Linked DNA regions of Mus musculus: region 1 is linked to region 2. Evidence: chromatin contacts called from public Hi-C data. All regions are on one chromosome and are shown on one strand. The core of a region is the stretch at or near the end of the contact, and the rest is flanking DNA. Distances in the headings are between cores, read along the strand shown.

Region 1 (5,509 bases), core at 2,707-5,206, 37 kb after region 2:
AAATCACATTTGTTCATTTATTCCAAATTTTCTTTAATATTTAATCCATTTATTGCCAAGTCCTTCCTAAGTATACATTATAATCTACTTATCTTTGAACACATTACTACATGCACTGATGGAAAATGGGATTGTATTTCAGGATATTTAAATTTCATCTCTTCAAAAATCATACCACGAAGTTATAAACTCCCAGCGTATTTGATTACTTACAGTGTTGAAATATATATTTCTATTGTTGATGAATGGTACAGTGAAATAATTAATATATTCATGCACCATTATTTATATAAAAATATACAAATCCTCTACTGTTCATTTCAGCTCTATTCTAGAATCTGAGTTGGTAGTAGAGATGTTTTCATTTTGATTTTGCCAATCTTCAAAATAGCAGAGGAGCATAACAAAAACTATAAGATGACAAAGAAAGTTATAAGATCAAGAGAATCAAAAAATAAACCTGTTTTGACAGGGTATCAACAATGATCTGCTGGATACAGAGATCTCTTAGTTGAGATATAAAGTTTGAGAAGTAGCTTGACAAACACACACACACACAGAAACACACACACACACACACACACACACACACACACACACACACACACACACGACAACAGGCAACAGAAACAAGAAACAGTATTTGAGATATCCCTTGGCTGTGATATTGGCTGTGATATTGCTTCTAGTGTTCCAGGCACACTAACATACCAGTTTGGTAGGAACACACACACACACACACACACACACACACACAGAGAGAGAGAGAGAGAGAGAGAGAGAGAGAGAGAGAGAGAGAGAGAGAGAGAGAGAGGGAGAGAGAGAGAGAGAGAGAGAGAGAGAGAGAGAGAGAGAGAGAGAGAGGAAGAGAGGAAGAGAGGAAGAGAGGAAGAGAGGAAGCGAGGAAGAGAGGAAGAGAGGAAGAGAGGAAGAGGAGAAGAGAGGAAGAGAGAGGCAGACAGACATGAGATCAGAGGGAGAGAGGGAAAGGGGAGGAAAGAAGGGAAGTTGGGTTTTGCAGAGGTTAGAAAGAAGAGACAGATCAGAGAAGTTCAAAGAGTAAAGAGCATGCTAGAGGAACTTGCTATTGCTACTTCTCAGTCTTGCTGTTGCCACGTTTAATTAAAAAAAAATGCAGCAATGAAACAGTGAGTGTTTTAAACAGTAAACATGATGATACCGCTTCCAATGGAGAGTAAATTACAGGAAAGCAAATCACTGAAGTGGGAGAGAAGTATTTGAAGTACTATTGCAAACGAGGCTGACCTGAATCAACTTGGTGGCTGTGTAGATAGAAATTCTGGTGGATGAGATGCATGTGGGAGAGAAGACTGGAAGATCTTTCTAGAGGTGGGCAGAAGGACATGAGGTCATGAGGGGAGCACAAAGAATCAAAAATGTGAATCACACATTCTGATTATAAACATTGGGGAAAAAATTAGAAATCTCTTAGGCAAAAGCAAATATTATTAGCACGGGGGCATCTGCACGGGTCCATTTACAACTAATAAGCTTTAGCTCCTTTAGAAAAGTCATGATAAATTTTAGAAAAAAATACCACACAGATGCACATCCTTCTCACACTTGGCCACCGTGTGATGTGCAAACATAATTCAGCGCTTTTATTGTCTATGCAAATGAACCAAATGATTTTCCCTTGCCGTGGACAAAGAGAGTCGAGAATATTAAATAATGTGAATAAACGGCACTGCTGCCTTCTCTTAATTTCTTTGCAGTCAAATCACCCCAGCAACAAGTAGCAAAAAAAAAAAAAAAAAAAAAAAAAAAACCCACACACACAGAAGCATTACAGTTGGAGGGCTCCCATGATTACCTGCGGCTCCCCTGGGGGTGGGGGTGGGGGTGGGGGGCGGGGGGAGCTAGAGGCGCTGGATGCTTTTGGCAGACATCCAAACCTGACTCAGCTCTCTCCTTAGCAGCATCAGGTACACTGAAAGCCTAGTTCTGCATCACAGAACTCCAGGCACACTTTATGCACACCCAAGCTTCTGTGTACCGAGCACATAATGGTTTACTTCTAAAAGTGAACCCTCCTTTAAACAACTGTAGTTGCTTTTAAAAAGTTACCGTGAACAAAATTGGCATCAGTGGTCTAAACAGTTCGTCTATGTTCCATTACATCAAACGCCATATTTTGCCTGGCATCTGCTAATGAATGAGTTAGTCTAACAAACATGGTAATATGATACATAGAAATCTGATAGAAGTAGCTTTTAAATGAAAGAAATTCCATTTATCTTAAATTGTAAGAATTAAAACTCCAACTTAAATACGTGAAAATGGCAAAAACAGAAAGAAAGGATGTCTCTTTCACCTGTGTACAGGGAACGGAGCTAGGAAAAAAAAAAAAAAATGTTTCTAGGCAGAAATGACTCTGCCCCCAACAGCGACTCACAGTCGGCAACCAAAAATCCCATCATTTGTGTAAAAGCATATATTAATTTGGTCTTTATCTTTTATAAGTTTTCTTTGAGGGAAAAAAAATGCCCCAAATTTGGTTCTGGCAAAATTGCTGTTGGATTAAAGTAATTTACTGTTGACTCTAAAACTTAAAAAAAGAAAAAGAAAAAGAAAAGAAAGCCTTGTAAAACTTTTTGCTATGATTTAAAAAACTGGCTTTAGTTTATTTGGTTGGTTGGTTGATTGATTAATCTTGTTTGGAACACACACACACACACACACACATACATACACACACACACACATGCAAAGAAAAAAAATTCACCCTTCGAGAGTTCATGATATTCAGTTGTACTATATACCAAATTAAAATGAACTAAAACTTTTAATTTTCATTATAAAGTGCTCATTGACCTGAAAAACAAACAAACAAACAAACAAACAAACTGTTAAGAAACGGGCTGGTTCTTTATTTGCCTGTTAATGCTTCTCTGGGGTGTGTAGATTTTCTGATCTTTCCTAGGTAAGTCAGCAATGCTGTGTCTGCGTGTTTATCTTTGCAGACACTCGCTCTAAAGCACATGCCTTTTTATTAGCTAGTCAAGAAGCATAAGCTGGCCCTGGTCCTGAGACCCATGTAACAACTCCACTGGAGTAGACGGAAAAGAAATAACAGACTGTTAAGCATCTCTACCTTTGTGTATATTGTTGAACCCGTAGGAGCCGCAAGAGTGTGATTTTTTGGGGGGGGGGGGGTTGGGAGCGTAGCTTTCCGGTTGAAATAGTTGGATTTCATTCTCTGCTGACCCCACCTTCCCCGCCCCCAATCCCCACCTCTTTCAGCCCCTTTAAATTCCTGGTGGTGCAATCCTTGGTGGCTAAATTCGAGTTTGTGAAAAACGGACACAGGTGGGTGTGGCAGTTGAAGGGAGCAAAGGGACCTTAGGTCCTCTTTCTTCCACACTCGCGGGAGTAGCAAGAGGTTGGGAAAAAAAAAAAAAAAAAAAAAAAAAAAAGACTTTCACTGACCTGGCCCCACGGATCATGCCCACCCGGTGAGTGCACCTGCGGATTCTGATCCAAGGGAAGTCTTCCTCTCTTCCCAGGCTTCTTTCTTCCCTCTGCTTCTTTCTTTGAAATCCTGTTGCTCACAGTGCCTGCTACTAGGAGTCCGGGATACCCAGGCTAGACCAGACCAGCCTGCACAGTGGGCAGGATTGAAAAGGCTAGAGTCGCAATTGGAGCGCAGGCTAGGCCTGCACGGAGTCTGTCTGTTTCTAGTCTGCTCAGGATGAAGCGACCCCGCCCTCGGCTGCCAACCGCGTCGCTAGGCCTCCTCGATGCTCCCTGAGCTCTCGGGTCCCCACCCCTAGCTCCCTCCTCCCAGCCCGGTAGACGGTGCAGGGCGGAGACCTGGCGATTGGGCGTGGTGATGCTAGGGATGCGGCAGCCTCTATACTCCGTGCTAGAAGAAGGGACAGGAGGTGGGTCGCACAGCCTCTCACCCGCGGCCACCTCTCTGGGTGGGGTGTGTGCGAGTGTGCGCCAGTGTGGCGGGCAGCTAAAAAGGCCCTTCCATCACCTCGCCCCACCTCCCTCTAGCTCCTTCCTTCCCTCCAGTTCAGTGCTAATGTTTCCGAGAAGCCACTTTATGTGGCTTGAAGGCTGAGTCGGAGAAAAACTGCAAGGCAGAGAAGAATGACAAAGGGTTGGAGCTTGGGGAGAATGTACAAAGCATTGTCCTCCAGGTGCCTCCCTGCCTGCAGAACACTGTTCCCTCCTTTGGGGTTTGCCCTTGGTAGAGCTGGGTAGTGAATGCTCAGAACCGATTTTTAGGCTGTGTCCTTTTCCTGTTTTGTTTGTTTGTTTGTTGTTTTTGTTTTTATAAGTGAGTGTGCAGTCTTCTAGATAGGCAAAGAATGCATATTTCTTTTTGAAGTTTGACTAGGCTGTAGAGGCTGGTCTAGGTGGGGAGGAAGACTTGGTTTAGATTTTCCTAGACTTAGGACCGCTCACCAGGATATGCAATCAACCCCAGGGATGGTGAATTTCAGAGATTAGTTCAGGGACTGTGGAAAGAAATTGTTCTTGGTGTGTGTGTGTGTGTGTGTGTGTGTGTGTGTGTGTGTGTGTGTGTGTGTGTGTTGTGTTGTGCAGAAACTTGGCAGGGGAAGCAATGGCAGAAACACAACAACAATCTGCGGAAAGAAGACATTGGAGGATGGCAGATTCTGAGACTTGGTGGATGGACTTCATGACCCAGCTTTCAGAAAGTTCAGGGCAGGTCAGATCAGCTTGATGGGCAAGGCTTTTTCTGCAATACTGTGCCAATCGCTCCACCCCCACCCCCACCCCGGGGAAGTGAAGCTTAAGTTCAATATCCACAGTTTGAAGCACCACATCTATATGGCCTGCTGTGCTGGAGGAAAGAGGGACTTTAATACTACACCCTTGAAAGGCAAAAATGTGCTACAAAGTGTGTACAAACACTTTAATTTTGGGGGCTGGAGAGATAGCTCAGTGGTTAAGAGCAGTGACTGCTCTTCCAGAGGTCCTGAGTTCAATTCCCAGAAACCACATGGTGGCTCACAACCATCTCTAATGGGATCTGATGCCCTCTTCTGGTGTGTGTCTGAAGAAAGCTACAGTGTACTCAGACACATAAAATAAATAATAATAATAAAAAACTTTAATTTTGGAGATAGCTCTCTGGAAAAATCATTTGACAGTAATTCTTAGAACTGTGTGCTAGAAAAGTAGTCACCTTTTACCTGGATGATTTCAGATGTAGGAAGAGTTCAATAAAAAACATAATGTACCATTTTTTTTAAACAATTCTAACTGTAGAGCAATTTTAGGTTCTCAGCATCACTGAGAGGACACATAGTTTCTTGTTCCCAGGTATGCAAAGAATCCTTTTATTACCAACATCTTTAATTCCATAGTCTGGATCTACCATAGCTGATTATTTCATTTCTTCATTACTTTCCAGTATTGGGGAATTTGAGTAAAGCATCTATAAATGTGTGTGTGTGTGTATGTTTGTAGACATAACATTTCAATTCCTTTCAGTAAATACCAAGAATAC
Region 2 (5,690 bases), core at 2,633-5,132:
CTTGGCAGGGTCTTTCTTTTTTTAAGAGTAAGTAAGCTATTACATGGTGGAATACAGATCATACCTGTGATCCTAGCTCTCAGGAGACTGAAGCAGAAGAATCACAAATTTGAGGCTAGCCTGCCCTACATAGCAAGTCCTGTTCTCATAAGAAGAATAAGGAGAGGGAAAAAAGACTAGATTATCATACCAAGAGCAAACTTGATCCCTGATTCCTAGCTAGCTCTTCTTCTCTGCATGTCTTTCATATGCATCCAGGGCTGTTCCCACAGCACTGTGCTGTCCTGACACAGCCTCCACTGAATCAGCAGGACCAGCTTTTCTTAACCTTTCAGCATCTAAAACTGTAAGCTACAGAAATACTCTCTCCTCCCCCCCCCCCCTTTTTTAGCACTTAGGCTCAAGTACCTTTTTATGGCACAGACTAAAAAATATAAGGAAAATCAGGAAACTACATTATTCAGCATTCCTCATAAGTAGAGATGATACTATGGAAGATGAAATGTGAGAAGGGTTACAGCATGTCCATACGATGCCTGAAAGGTGAGAAGGGTAAAATTCCTCAGTCTTTTTTTTTTTTTTTTAACTTCAAATGAAATATTAGTGCATAATGATCTTAGGCCACAAGGTTGCTGTTACCTTGGGGCTAGGTTGGAGAACAAGTGATATTTGAAGCAGATAGACTATGTGAGTTCTTGGTGGCTTTGTGCAATCACTCAAATCCAAACTAGTCAACCAATCGTAGATACTCAATGGAAGCATTTATTGAGGGCCTGTGTAGGTTGATCTCCGCTTAGTTGGGGAGAAAGGTTAATAAATAAATGAAAATATTTTAGCACAGGTTATACTTTTTAATTAGGAGATACAATGGCTGTTTTTCGTTTCTGTGTCTGAAGTATTGGAGATGGGACCAAGGGTAATCTGCCTGCTAGACAAGCACTTTCCTGCCTTGTTACTTATTGGATACCTTCCTCGTTTGACAGTTTCATACATTTCAATAACAGATTTTAATCACTGTAACCCCATTGCTCCTTCATCTCCATCCATCACCCACTGAACTGCTTCTACCCAACAACTCCCTCGCCCATCTCCATGGTTTATTTGTGTGTGGTTCAATGAGTTTAATTGGCATTATTTGCCTAAGCCTGGGTAGGAGGCTGTGCATTCATGCCAAGGAATCCTTTCAGAGGCTACACTACTGACAAAAGTGACAGCTACTTCCTTAGCAGCCATTCACTGCCAGTAGTCCCTCTGGGAGGGATGTGGTCTCATGAGCTCTTCCCTCCCTTAGGACGAATGTTAATAGGACCAATCACATGAGGGTACATGCAGATAACCACTGCTGCCATAAATTGCTGGGTATAATGGCTGTGTCAGGTCCACAAGACTTCTATTTCCTGTGTTTCTTTACATCCTTTGGCTCTTGCATTCTTTCTGCCCACTCTCCTACAGTGTTCTCATTGATTAGGAGTAGGTGGTATAGCTGTTCCATTTAAAGCCAGGAACTTCACCATCAACTGTTGTCTGCTCCTTGGCCATATTATAATAAGCTTATAAAATGAAGGGCTATCAGATAATCTGATATTCTTTAATACTATCATAAATCATGAAAAAACTGGAACTTTGGCAGGTTTTTTAGAATATATTTGTGATGGTTTGTATATCCTTGGACCAGGGAGTGGCACCATCTGAAGGTGTGGCCTTGTTGGAATAGGTGTGACCTGGTTGGAATGGGTGTGTCACTGTGGGTATGGGTATAAGATTCTCACCCTAGCTGCCTGGAAGTCAGTCTTCCGCTAGCAGCCTTTGGATGAAGTCGTAGAACTCTCAGCTCTGCCTGCACCATGCCTGCCTGGATACTGCCATGCTCCTACCTTGATGATAATGGACTGAACCTCTGAACCTGTAAGCCAGCCCCAATTAAATGTTGTTTTTATAAGACTTGCCTTGGTCATGGTGTCTGTTCACAGCAGTAAAACCCTGACTAAGACAATATTTATTCATTTGTTTTTAAGATTTACTTATTTGTTATATGTAAATACACTCTAGCTGTCTTCAGACACTCCAGAAGACATGTCAGATCTTATTATAGATGGTTGTGAGCCACAATCTGGTTGCTAAAATTTGAACTCAGGACCTTCAGAAGAGCAGTCAGTGCTCTTAACCTCTGAGCTATCTCTCCAGCCCGCTTTGGCACTATTTAACATACTTTCAGAGGCACAGAAAAACAACAACTTTATTTGGAAGAAAATCCTTGCATTCTTCCTATGAACCCAGAAACAGTCTACTTCCTCCCTAACCATACCCTTCTCTGCTATCTTTTTGTAGCCCAGACAGGCTTCAAACTTATCATCTGTCCTCCTGTGCCCTCTCCCCTTTTTCACTCCTGAGTACTGAGTCCTGGAGTTATACGTATATATGTACTATCATAATCATAAGAATTCATAATATAAATATGCATTAAAAGTATGTACTCCCTGCTAATGATAATATTTAAGTTAGACTTCCACATATCACATACAGACATCTTTAAACATCTCATATATACAAATGCCTATATTAAAGCAAATTAATCTTCCTAACTGACACTTTCCTATCAGCCTCACATGTGATGGTTAATGCTGGTTATTAGCTTGACTCTCCTTGGACCTAATCTCCGGGCCTGTCTGTCCGGAATCGTCTGGATTAGGCATGGTGTGGACTCGTATATTCATACAGATGATGCTATCTCTTGACCTGGGGTTCCTGCCTGAGTAAACAGAAGGCAAGCTGAGCAGAAGCATTAATCACTCTTTGCTTCCTGTCTGAGGGCACAGAATGACCATCTGCCGCCTTCTCTCACCTCTTGCCCCTCCCTGCCATGAGGGATTTTCATCCCCTGCAATTGTCAACCAAACAGAACTGATGAAGTTGTTTTTGCCAGGTACTCTGTCACAGAAATGAAATAATTAACACCACTCAAATCAAGTTTATGGCCTAGAAATGAAAACCCAACTACTCTAAGACTATGTTTATTAATCCCCACTGAGGCTCAGTAACTATTAACCATCTTGATTTGATATGCAAACCTCAGCCTGCAATTTTCAAATCCCTTGTTCTGAAAGGATCCGCATTCAAATAAGTCAACATTACAGTGTAACCATTGGCTTTTTTAGATGAGGAGATCTTTTTATGTGCACCATTCATTTGAAAGAGAAACCACTAAACACTGTTTGAAGAGTCTTTTGTGATTTCCTATGACCCAATGTAAATTAGAAAGTAAACCACCTCCGTGTTGATACTCTCAAGTGTGAGTGATCTTGCTTCATACTCATGCCTAAGTTTATCACTTGGTATTATAGTACTTTAAAGGTTGTAACACTTAAAACTTTTAATGGGGCACAAATACAATGTATGAAGTCTTCATTTGGGAATGAACAGAATGGAAAGGGTGGGTAACCTGCTAGAGAAGTTCACTCGAGCACTCTTGAGCATAGCGAGTAGCGAAAGCTCTGTTTACGGGTGATGCTTGCTGATGTTCTGAATTCCATTTTCCTCCTTTGTGTTGGTTTGTGCCAGTGAGACCAAACCTATACAACGCAGTGATCCTGCCGAAAACCACTTCTGATTTAATGAATACTTGAAGGAACCTGAAGCCTTTCAATCCAACCTGGACACTGAGGTGTCCTTTAGAGGGTCTGATAGCTTGTCTAAGCAGACTGTGACACGGGTAATCAAGCCAGAACAAAAGCTATGCTCTGCTGTTCCCCAGTCCAGTATACACAAATATACAAATATAATACTGGGAGAGGGATCTCAGTGCGTATAAAAAGCTTACAGTACGAGAGTCCATGCCTCGGAATATTTATTTGCCATGAAGGTCTTGGCATGTGAGTCACTGAAGAGTTTTCCTGATGAGTCATTTGGTTTTACGCAGCAGACCTGAGCTTAGAAATTCAATCAGTGACTAGCTTGTTTGGTGAGCTGTTCTTGTAATTAAATAAAACAATCCCAAGAAATGTAATCGAATAATGCCTGCCCATCAAGAATCTAGAAGCCACACTTTGTCCGTGTGTTTAAGGCAAATTTCTGGCCAACTGTTCTTTAAAAATCAAATTTAACATGACAGGCAAGTTGTTTTTAACTTCCTTAGGGGCACAGTCAAGTAATCACAAACCCTCAGACCTCAAACGTGGCACAGAAAAGACTCATTATCTGTGTAACAGCCTTCCAGTGACTGTGGCATGATCTTTAACTTGGATCTTCCTCACTTTAATTTTTAAATATGCAAAAACATATTGCTTGAGAACTATGTTAAAGTGTAACCCATTTTTATGTGCTTAAATTGTCATATGTACCTGCTCCTAAGTGCAATCGATTGAAGAAGATTAATGAGACGGTCTATAAATCTGTTAATTCTCACACAAAAACTTCTAGATTGAAAAACACACATTTCTTAGCAATAAAATATTGAGTTTATTTTATCTAAGTTAGTCCCTGATCAATAAATCTCTTTATCATAAAGCTTACCATTGCAAAGAAGAAAGTTAATTATTAGTGTAAAAATCACTTTTAATAGGCTGGAGACAGCTCAGTAGCAGAATACTTGCCTAACACACACAAGGCCATGGGTTTTATCTTGAGCACCACACACATCAAAATACAAATGACAACAACAAGACATCTTAACATAATAAATCAAAATAAAGTTAGATAACCTGTGTGAAATAAAATGATCTATATATGGTGTTCCTGGGTGTTCTCCTGTCTGGGGGCGGGGGTGTAGAGTACAGTTGGGCTCTCAGATGTTCAAGCATTGGCTCTGCATCAGTTGAGTAAGCTTTCACTGTGGTGTAGACTCTCAGATGCTCTGAAAGTATAGTTCATGTCCCTGGGGCTATGTTTTGCTGTCTGGATGACTTCTTGGGATGCTAAGGAATTCTACATCTACATCCCAAGACACTGTGCAAGGGGTTTGGCTGCCTGGATGGTTTCTTGGAAAGAAGTCAATTTATAAGCCCAGACAACCCAGTCTCACGGTTCCTCCTGTTTCTGCCTTCTTGCTTTGAGACTGCAAGCACAAACTACCATACCTAACTTTTAACAATGTAATTGCTAGAGGATCTAACTCAGGTTCTTGTGCTTGCAAACACTTTACCTATTGAGCTCCAATGCATAAGAATTCTTTCCTGAAGCCTTTCCTTCAGTTAGCACATTCTGACAATAACAGCTGCGCTCTTTAAGAACGGTTGGCTGTCTCCCCAGTATTTGTGTGCTTTGCATTTTTTAATTAAAATTAACTTTACTGTTATAAATAGTAGAAAAGAAAGAACTCAGTCATGTTTTTGTTCATTCTGTAATATCACATCTGTAAGAATGGAGAACAAATGGAAATGAAGACAAACTGTTTTTAAATAATATGAAGGGAACAGAACAGACTTGTGGGATTTTTTTAACGTCAAACGATTTATTTTAAGAAAATACAATTTATAGTTGACTATACACAAGTTTTCACCCTGATACTTGTATTTAAACATCAGCTTCCTAACACAAATGGAAGTGCATTTACAGAACAGTGTTTTTACTGGACCTTCTGTGTCAGTCTTTTATTATTATTACTATTTCTTATCTTATTTTTATTGGTTATTGTATTTATTTATTTTTCAAATGTTGTTGCCCCTCTTCCCTTCCTGGTCTCTTCCTGCAAAGTA

What was found. A called contact is a pair of places that touch in the nucleus more often than the background predicts.
Region 1: a Hi-C map of the N1E-115 cell line shows a contact between it and region 2, with 4 times the contacts expected there. The contact joins the promoter of Scn9a here to the enhancer-like site in region 2. A contact is called at or near these places in 2 of 39 promoter capture datasets (the HPC-7 cell line and macrophages), 4 of 484 Hi-C or Micro-C datasets (the N1E-115 cell line, nephron progenitors, neural stem cells and 1 more) and 2 of 9 other capture datasets (adipose tissue and pancreatic islet).

Annotation. Positions count from the first base shown.
Region 1 is chr2:66,631,006-66,636,514 of GRCm38.p6, forward strand. It overlaps Scn9a (sodium channel, voltage-gated, type IX, alpha), which reads right to left and starts at 3,957. Exons shown (of 27, transcript NM_001290674.1): 1 at 3,451-3,957. Gm35265 (a long non-coding RNA gene) reads left to right here and starts at 2,759. Exons shown (of 7, transcript XR_374598.4): 1 at 2,759-3,476.
Region 2 is chr2:66,593,604-66,599,293 of GRCm38.p6, forward strand. All of the region lies in intron 1 of Scn9a (sodium channel, voltage-gated, type IX, alpha), which reads right to left. Among named protein-coding and RNA genes, the nearest start is that of Gm35265, 37 kb to the right of the region's middle. Within about 2 kb of position 3,883, at least 30 of the 459 cell types and tissues checked have an H3K27ac peak or open chromatin away from gene starts, as enhancers often do. A contact at or near this core is called in the N1E-115 cell line and pancreatic islet, where this site is marked.